Regions from separate parts of the Rattus norvegicus genome. Here regions 1 and 2 are each linked to region 3. The links are chromatin contacts, called in public Hi-C and HiChIP or PLAC-seq maps. All regions are on one chromosome and are shown on one strand. Each heading gives the region's core, a stretch centred on a gene start, on an enhancer-like site or on the middle of the called end of the contact. The rest is flanking DNA. Distances are from core to core; before and after follow the strand shown. Region 1 overlaps Nqo1 (NAD(P)H quinone dehydrogenase 1). Region 2 overlaps Wwp2 (WW domain containing E3 ubiquitin protein ligase 2). Region 3 holds the start of Psmd7 (proteasome 26S subunit, non-ATPase 7).

Region 1 (2,926 bases), core at 10-2,509, 210 kb after region 3:
TCTCTCTCTCTTTCTTTTAAGATTTCTATTTATTTTATTGCTCTCCGTGTGTATACTACATTTATGTGTGTGTCCCAGAGGTTAGAAAAGGTCATCCAATCCCTTAGAACTGCAGTGACACGTGAACCCCTCCGTATGGGTGCTGGGCACCAAGCTGGGTTCTCTGAAAGAACAGAAAATCTTAACCATTGAGCCAGCTCTCCATTCCCAGATCAAGTTCTGGTGCCTGCTTACAGTGCAGACTCACTCCCGTGCCTTACCTCTGTGTTCTGTGTCTCTCCAGAGTGGCATTCTGCGCTTCTGTGGCTTCCAGGTCTTAGAACCTCAACTGGTGTACAGCATTGGCCACACCCCACCCGATGCCCGCGTGCAGGTCCTGGAAGGGTGGAAGAAGCGTCTGGAGACTGTCTGGGAGGAGTCACCACTCTACTTTGCTCCAAGCAGCTTGTTTGACCTAAACTTCCAGGCAGGATTCTTACTGAAAAAAGAGGTTCAAGAGGAGCAGAAAAAGAACAAGTTTGGCCTTTCTGTGGGCCATCATTTGGGCAAGTCCATTCCAGCCGACAACCAGATCAAAGCTAGAAAATAAGGTTTTCCATACCATGTAGTTAGACCCAGGTTTCTTTTTCCCCAGTTTGCCTGGCTTGCTTTCAGTTTTCGCCTTTGTTCCACAAGGATAGGAAAAGGAGGAGGCTCGCCTCATGCGTTTTTGGATAGTTCTGCCACGGCTGTGACAGCAAAATGAACGAGGTCAGATTAGGGGCCTCAGGTGGCCTGGGATATGAATCAGGGAGAGGTGTAGCCGCGAGCGGGGAAAATACTCTTCTAGGTCTTTTGTACACTATAAGCTTTTTTCTTCGGGCTAGCCCTGGCTAAATGGCATCCAATCCTCCACCCACTTGTTGCTATTAGTTACCTCTCTGTGGTTTAGGGCAGGAGGGAATTGCTCAAACAATGGCTGAGGGACTAACTTGTTTAGCAGTTAGCTAAAGCCTGTTTATGATCCATCCTGGTTTCAATTACTGTGCAGTGACTGACAAGCCTCGGGGGATTGCTCTCCAGCTCTTCTCTGCCTTGTACATAGCACACCCAGGTCCTGGGAAATGAATACAAAAACAGGTCTCCGCCTCATTCTTGCTATTCTTTCTTTGTGTGTGTGTGTGTGGAAATAAATGGATATTTCACACGTCAGATGGCGGTGCGTGCGTTTGAGCCCTTCAATACTTAACAACAGCCCCCTCCTGAGCTGGCGCGATGACTCAGCAGCTAAGAGCCCTTGTGGCTCTAGCAGGAAACCCACCTAAAGGCTAACTGCTGTTCCTAACTCCAGTTCTAAAGAACCCAGCGCCCTCTCCTGGTTTCTTCAGGCACTGCATGCAGGCAGTGCACAGACATAACACGCGAGCCGAAAAATGGGTAGACACATACAAATAAATCCTGAACGCCAAAATGAAAACCAGTAGCCTTCTACCAAACGTCTGGAAGGTTTTTCTGTAGTATTGTGAAATCAATGACATTCCTTTCTTATTTTATTTTATTTTTTTTGGTTCTTTTTTTCGGAGCTGGGGACCGAACCCAGGGCCTTGCACTTCCTAGGCAAGCGCTCTACCACTGAGCTAAATCCCCAACCCCTCCTTTCTTATTTTAAAGATCTGTTTTGTTTTTAATTCTGTGGGTGGGGAAGGGTGTGCGCGCGCGCGTGCGCGCGCACGCGTGCCTGAGGGTTTATGAATATGTGTGTACAAGTGCTCACAGACTCCTGAAGAAGGCCTTCCAGCCCCCAGAGCTGGAGTTACAAGTGGCTGCTCTTAGCTATGAAACCATCTCCCCAGCCCTGATGATTACATTCAGTTTAAGGAAATATGCAGATATCATGTAGGTCTTTTTTTTTTTTTAATATTTATTTTATGTAGACAAGCATACTGTCTTCAAACACATCAAATCCCATTACAGATGGTTGTGAGCCACCATGTGGTTGCTGGGATTTGAACTCAGGACCTCTCTGGAAGAGCAGTCAGTGCTCTTAACCACTGAGCCATCTCTCTAGCCCTCATATAGGTCTTATTATCTACAGTAAATAATTTTAAGACTGTGTGTGTGTTGGTGTCTAATGAATAGTCTTACGAATGTGAAGCTAGCATCCTACTGTTGAACTACATTCTGCGTTCCCAATTTTGGCATAAAATTAAGTGTTATTTAGGTGTGTGTGCACGCGTGAGTGTGGCATGCCTGTAGAGACTAGAAGGCAGAGTCACATCTCCTGGCTGGAGTTACAGGCATTTGTAAGCCCTGTGAGTGCTCAGAATTGAACTCCACTTGGTCCTCTGCTAGAACAGCAAGGGCTTTTAAATGTTGGGCCACCTCTCTAGCCGCTCGATTGAATTTCTTGAAATGCTTGCTGGGAATGCTGGTGGCACGTGACTATCATCAGACATTTAAGGTCATCCTGAGCTACATAGTGAGTTTGAGGCTATCTTGGGCTCTATGAGACCCTTTTTCTACAAACCTTGAAGGGTGTCTCTTTCCAACCTGGGTGCAATTCAAGGAGACGACAATAGTGCGCCCTCTTGTGGCAAATGGGAAGAAAATATACAAAATTAGGTGGCCAGGAAATCTGCAGACCTAACAATGCTGATTGCTTTGGAATTTATTTTAGCAAACCAACTCACTTCGTCTGGTAACAGGGTGATTAAGTCAGGATTATTTAGAGGAACAGAATTTATAGAATGAATCTAGGGGCTGGAGAGATGGCTCAGCGGTTAAGAGCACTGACTGCTCTTCCAGAGGTCCTGAGTTCAGTTCCCAGCAACCACATGGTAGCTCACAGCCATCTGTAATAAGGGAAGCCAGTTCCCTCTCCTGGTGTGTGTGAAGACAGAATGCTCATATCCATAGAATGAATCTAAATGGATGGATGGATGGATGG
Region 2 (2,881 bases), core at 22-2,521, 130 kb after region 3:
ACCCAGAGGAGGGTATTGGATCCTCTAGAGCTGTCCAACCTAAAAGCTAGGAATTGAACTCAGATCCTCCGCCTCTCAAGTGCTAAGAGTAAAGGCGTGCATCCCCTATCAGATTAGCCTAGACTACACGAAAGTCCCTATTAAAAAAAATAGTGGTGGAGAGGCCTGGGGGATCTCAGCTGGCAAAGTACTTGCCACATAGTCACAAAGACCCGATTAAATCTTGGTACCCACATAAGAAGCCAGGCTTGGTGCACAGTCCTACAATACCCACCCTGAGGAGGTAGAAACAGGAGGATCTCTGGGGCTTGCTAGCCAGACGCCTAACATACTTGGTGAGCTCAAGGTCTCAAAAAAACAAAAACATAGTTGATGGCACTTGAGAAAGGACACTTGTGATTGACCTCTGGTGACCACATGTATGCATTCACATGAGCATACACATACATTTACACACATACATACACACACATAAAAAGGGCCAACTCAAATGACAAAACAACTAAACAACTAAAACAGAGGCATGTCCCTGGTCCTAAACAATCCTTCAGTATGTTGCTGTGCGTCCAGCAGAAAGGAAAAGAGCACAGGAGGCGCTAACCCCTCCCAAGCACCCCAGCGAGAACGATGGGCTCTGAAGGAAAAGCCTCAAGCTGTACCTAAGCCTCAACACCCTACCCCTGGTCTCACCTAAACTAAATTCACTTTCAAAAAATATCTTCTCCCCGGTAGGAGAGAAAGGAGCCTTTCTTTCTACAGCAGTTGGCTGCCACATATGGAACTGCTCTGAATAGAGGCTCTATGAGGAAGGGTCTCTAGCCCGCAGGCATGGGTTAAGCCACAAACAGCGAGGAACAGAGCTGAGGATTTATGTGTCCAGCCAGCAGAGGTGCCCGAGGTAACTCAGATGGAGCTGTGTCACATCCCCAGCAGACACAGGGCATCTTCTGCATTCCTGTCCCAAACCTGGAACTCACGCACACGCACACAGCTCCTTTGTTCTCTTCCAGGGCTCAGACAAGAAACGCGCTGATTTCAGCTGGAGGCACTCAACATGTAGTAGGTCTCCTGAGTGAGAAAGTGCATAGGACAGCCTCCCTCCCTGAGGAAGAATTAGGGAACACAGTCCTGTATCCTACAGCCCTGGACCAAGCATGCTGAACTCTGCCTTCCTCAAGCTCCATAGATGGTCTCTAAGGGGCAGAGCAACACTCAACCTCTGGTCTGGTTGCCATATCTTCCCTGACTAGAGATGAATCATACATACTTTTGCCGCCATTGTTCTTCAGGACATTGGAGAGGTTGACAGAGGCAGTGCCCAGTAGTTCATTCCTCAAGGTATGACAGCTCCAGACCTTCAAATCTAAATGACTCTGGGCTGTAACATTCCTGGAAAACAAATAAGTGATTCATCACAGCCCCGAGATGAGCCAGGCGCCCTTTAACATGAACAGAATGCTAAAAGCTACCCTGCTGACATCTCACAGGGACAAAACAGGACACAGTCACACACACACCTCACACGCTGACCTGTAACCCTAGCTAACAATGAGAGCTCTGTGAGCTCGATGACACACACACACACCTAAAGAGGAGCACCATGGGGGCCAAGGGCAGTGGAGGGCACTGCCCCAGCCTCCTCTCCCCCACCTCCTGCATTCGAAAAGTGGCAGACACCCTTACAGAACGATGACTTCATTCCAGAGAAGCTCAGAGCTCCCGATGCGCTTCCCAGTCTTCTTGGTCTCACTGGGGAGTCCATCCACTGCCACCTCCACATAGGAGTTGATTCTGGGCTGGCGGTTGTGCACCTTGGGCTTTGCTGACACCACTGGATGAGACAGAAGGAAAGGGCAGATGACTTAAAGGACTCCCATATGCTGCTTGGGCAGATAGTCTGGCTCCTTTTGGTTATTTCCTTTCAAAAGATCTTTTTTGTTGCTGTTTTGCTTTGTCCTCTTTAAAAAAAAAAAAAAAAAAAAAAACCTTTTGAGAAATTACACTGTGAGAGCTCTGTCAGAACAATGTTCGCTGTAAACACTAGACAACCTCATTTTCATCCCCAGAGCCCACATAAAAGGCCAGTGCCTGAGTAATAACACCCAAGATAGACCACTGACCAAAGCATCATGTGCACACAAACACACATGTACAAAACCAATTTTTTAGAACAAGAAGAAAGGGTATAGACCAAACAAGAAACAAAAAGTACGAGTGTACAAAACACCCTGAACTATAAAGCAAGATCACTCCCACCCTAAAAGCACATGAGACAGAAAAGTGCTTTGCCCAATGGCCTGTACCCGTCTCCACAAATCAACTTTTAAACGATTATCACAAAGTCCACTGCATGGCTGTGTTAACTTTTACATTGTTGAGACAACTGCTTACAGTTCTTTGCTCTGGGACAGTTAGCACAAACATGGCTCCTAAGAGCAGCTGAGCCTCCTTTAAGGTTTGAGAGCTCCAGGGTCCTGGAAGCCCTCAGGGACTTCCTGCACTGCTTCTGAGTATCTTCATTTGGCCACACTGCAAAGTAGAGTGCTGTTTCCTCACTTTTTGCAAGCCATTAAAAAAAAATAGCCTAAAGATAATCACTAAGATTCAACCAACAGTTACCACAGACACTGCAAGGCATGCACCATATGCAGCCCCACAACTCATGAAGTGGAGATGTACTGTCTCCCTGACTGTACCCAGGAGGTCACTGAGGCTAGGATGGGGACATATACCTGCAATCCCAGCAGCTGAGGAAGAACACGAGTGCTGCAAGTTCAAAGATGGCCTGGTCTACATGAGGCGTTCCAGGCCAGACAGAGAAACTCTTAAAACTCAAAACAAAAAAGCCAGACAAAGTCACTCATGCCGGTAATCCCACTGA
Region 3 (2,787 bases), core at 164-2,663:
AGCAAACTAGGCTCATCCCTGTTTACCACTGGGCTATGCCTGACTTATTACCTTAAGTAATGGCTCTGTACTGCCTATCCCAGAAAACTGTCCTTTTATTTCCAACCCTCTTGCAACTCTAGCTTTGTTTCAAAAGGTTGCATGACTACCTTGGCTCTCACTACCTTAAGTTGTTGTTAAGGCCACCTTGCAATCATGTCTTTAGACTAATGTCTTATGCTTATGTTCTTTCTGCTCCTGGAACCCTGCCTATTTTGAGCACCAAATCCCCTATTTGGAAATCCCCTACCCCTGAGCTATAAAAACCTTGTCTTTCTCATGTCCACTGCTGATTTCTTGAATCATCCCCCTTTTAAGAAGAGACAGCTAATGTACACAAATAAAAATGCTTGCCTTAATGCTATGCTGTGCTTACAGACAGAGTCTGGCATGGCTGTCCTCTGAGAGGCTCTACCAGCAGCTGACCAAGACAGACGCAGATACTTACACCCAACCATTGAATTGAAGTCAGGGAACCTATAAAAATAAAATAAAATAAATAAATAAAAAATGCTTGCTTTAATTAATTTAGCCACAGTGATTTGAGTTGGTGGTCTTTCTCCCCAAATCTTTTGGGATTAATAAAACCTGAAAGTCATTGCATTCATTAGATTAACAGTGAACATTAAGGAAAATTCCCAGCATAATTATAAAAATTATAGATAATTATAAAAATTGTAGATTAAAGTATCCAATCCTACACCCAAAGTGTGTTCTTGGTGTTAGATACTGAGAGCTCCTCTCAACCAGGTGTGATCTCATTTGCTCCCTCCCTTGTACTTGAAAGGCTGAAATCAGGGAATCATAGGCAGTGTTCTATAAGGCTTAAGTTCAAAAGTAATGAAACAAAACATTAAGAAATAAATAAAAACTGGGCCTTGTGGCACAAGCTTTTATATTCCAGCACTGGGGGGAGGGGCGGGGTGGGGGAGGGAGAGGCAGGTGGAGGCCGGCTTGGTCTACAAAGTGAGTTCTAGGACAGTCAGAGCTGTTACATTGAGAAACACTGTCTGAAAAATAAACAAACAAACAAATAAATGAAACTCATTTGCGAAATTTTGAATCAGTGATGATTTGAAGTGAAAGTTAAATAAATTATAATAAATAAATAAAGTTAAATAGTTGTTAACTATTTGATTGGTAGAAGTATAAACTGTTACTATGTATGTTTATCTACCTTTTTCTACAATTTTCCAAGAAGGAGAAATGGTGAGCTGGAAAACAACTGAGGCAGAAAACTAGGGCAAGGCCCAATGACAAGTCAAGCTTCATCACTAGCCTAAATCCCACAGAAAGCAAGGCAGCCCTTTCCCTTTCTCAAGATGGCGTCCCTGGCGACAGTGTGGGCACGCGCGCGAAGCGCTCTGGGAGCGGAAGTCGACTGTGCGGTGGCGGTCAAACCGGAAGGGGAGGTGCTGGGGCCTGGAGGAGCGGCCTGTAACGCTGCGGTTGCCGGTGTTTGCGGGTTGCAGGGAGCCGGGCCGGCGGTCGGGCTGTGTCGCGATGCCGGAGCTGGCGGTGCAGAAAGTGGTGGTCCACCCCCTGGTGCTGCTCAGTGTGGTGGATCATTTCAACCGGTGAGCGGGTGGCGCGTGGCGGCCACACGGCGCAGGGCTGCTGAGTCACGGGCGCGCCGGGCATAAACTCAGCGGCCCGGGACACGGGTGGGGGGTAAGCGACCCCAGCGGCTCCACGCCGCGCTGCTCGGAACCCATTGACAGCCTCGCAGCCCCGCCGAGGCCGCCACTCCTGAGCCTGGCCCGCCTGTTGAGTGCCCGGAATCGGGACGATTCTACCCGCCTTGGCCGCGCCTTTTACCAGAACGGCTGGGCGCCGTTTAGGACAGTGTTTCAGTGTGTCCGTGCCTGTAAAAGCTGTCACCGAAATTCTGGTCTGGGAGACCCCGATGGACGATTTTTTGGATGAGGCAGTGATCGTAAACCATCAAGTTTCTAATTGTGATTCTGGTTGGATGGTACCTTTAAAATGTGGATAAGGTGCCAGCTCTTTCCTCTAAAAGTGAGGCAGGTGCAGATTGAGGCCAGCCTCCAGTACACTTGGTTAGCTCACTGCCACCCTTATCTTCTCCAGCGGTTCATCCTGCCAGACCTGTTGCACGTGTTCGGAAGTTTTACAAGATAATTAGTTGAGTTAACAAATATGAAGACCCAGTAGGGAGTCTGTGCTTACTGTAAAGTCGAGCTAGTGCCTGGTCCGAACCAGGCTTTGTGCAGCTAACTCAACCAGAGCCAAAAACAATCTCAAGATAGAGGCTTTTGATTCTGGGTTCAGTTGTATTGCTCGGGATGCCTGGGTCTTAACAGGCTCGGTGGCCCTAATAGATACAGTTTTACTCCCCTGGGATACTAGTGGCCCTAATGGGGTGAGCACTGTTTCAGTTTTATTTTAACACTTGGTAAGAATCAAGTCGGAACAGACACTGCTGGTATCCTATCAAAGAACAGATGGGCTTTAAAGACCCATAGATGAAGTGTCCATTGCCGTGTGGAAACTCATTGTTTGAAGTATTTTCAGTGGTTTAAAGAAAGGGGGTGGGGGGACACATAGCCACCAGTAATACAAAACCCCTTATTTCATTCTGCCTGTGCTGTAAGTTTAAGGTACAGGCTCCATGTTAAGCAAAACACTACAGTTAAACTAGCATGAAACTTGGGGCTGTAAAGCGGTGTACTGTTTGTTTTACCGCGACTTGTACATTTCCTTAGCAGAAAACTAAGTTATTCCAAA

The links. A called contact is a pair of places that touch in the nucleus more often than the background predicts. HiChIP or PLAC-seq counts read pairs in DNA pulled down with a chosen protein or histone mark.
Region 1: a contact with region 3 is called in a Hi-C map of Schwann cells, with 7 times the contacts expected there. The contact joins the enhancer-like site here to the promoter of Psmd7 in region 3. A contact is called at or near these places in 5 of 12 Hi-C or Micro-C datasets (the Rat2 cell line, Schwann cells, kidney and 2 more).
Region 2: an H3K27ac HiChIP or PLAC-seq map of oligodendrocytes shows a contact between it and region 3, with 9 times the contacts expected there. The contact joins the enhancer-like site here to the promoter of Psmd7 in region 3. A contact is called at or near these places in 11 of 12 Hi-C or Micro-C datasets (the A7r5 cell line, the Rat2 cell line, frontal cortex and 6 more) and 1 of 1 datasets of contacts at active chromatin or transcription factors (oligodendrocytes).

Annotation. Positions count from the first base shown.
Region 1 is chr19:52,203,579-52,206,504 of GRCr8, reverse strand. It overlaps Nqo1 (NAD(P)H quinone dehydrogenase 1), which reads left to right. Exons shown (of 6, transcript NM_017000.3): 6 at 284-1,131. The coding sequence ends at 589. Among named protein-coding and RNA genes, the nearest start is that of Nqo1, 15 kb to the left of the region's middle. Within about 2 kb of position 1,259, at least 14 of the 93 cell types and tissues checked have an H3K27ac peak or open chromatin away from gene starts, as enhancers often do.
Region 2 is chr19:52,275,306-52,278,186 of GRCr8, reverse strand. Wwp2 (WW domain containing E3 ubiquitin protein ligase 2) reads right to left here. Exons shown (of 24, transcript NM_001106184.1): 3 at 1,684-1,831; 4 at 1,268-1,389. Among named protein-coding and RNA genes, the nearest start is that of Wwp2, 20 kb to the right of the region's middle. Within about 2 kb of position 1,271, at least 12 of the 93 cell types and tissues checked have an H3K27ac peak or open chromatin away from gene starts, as enhancers often do. A contact at or near this core is called in the A7r5 cell line, where this site is marked.
Region 3 is chr19:52,409,942-52,412,728 of GRCr8, reverse strand. Psmd7 (proteasome 26S subunit, non-ATPase 7) reads left to right here and starts at 1,413. Exons shown (of 7, transcript NM_001107426.1): 1 at 1,413-1,616. The coding sequence starts at 1,543.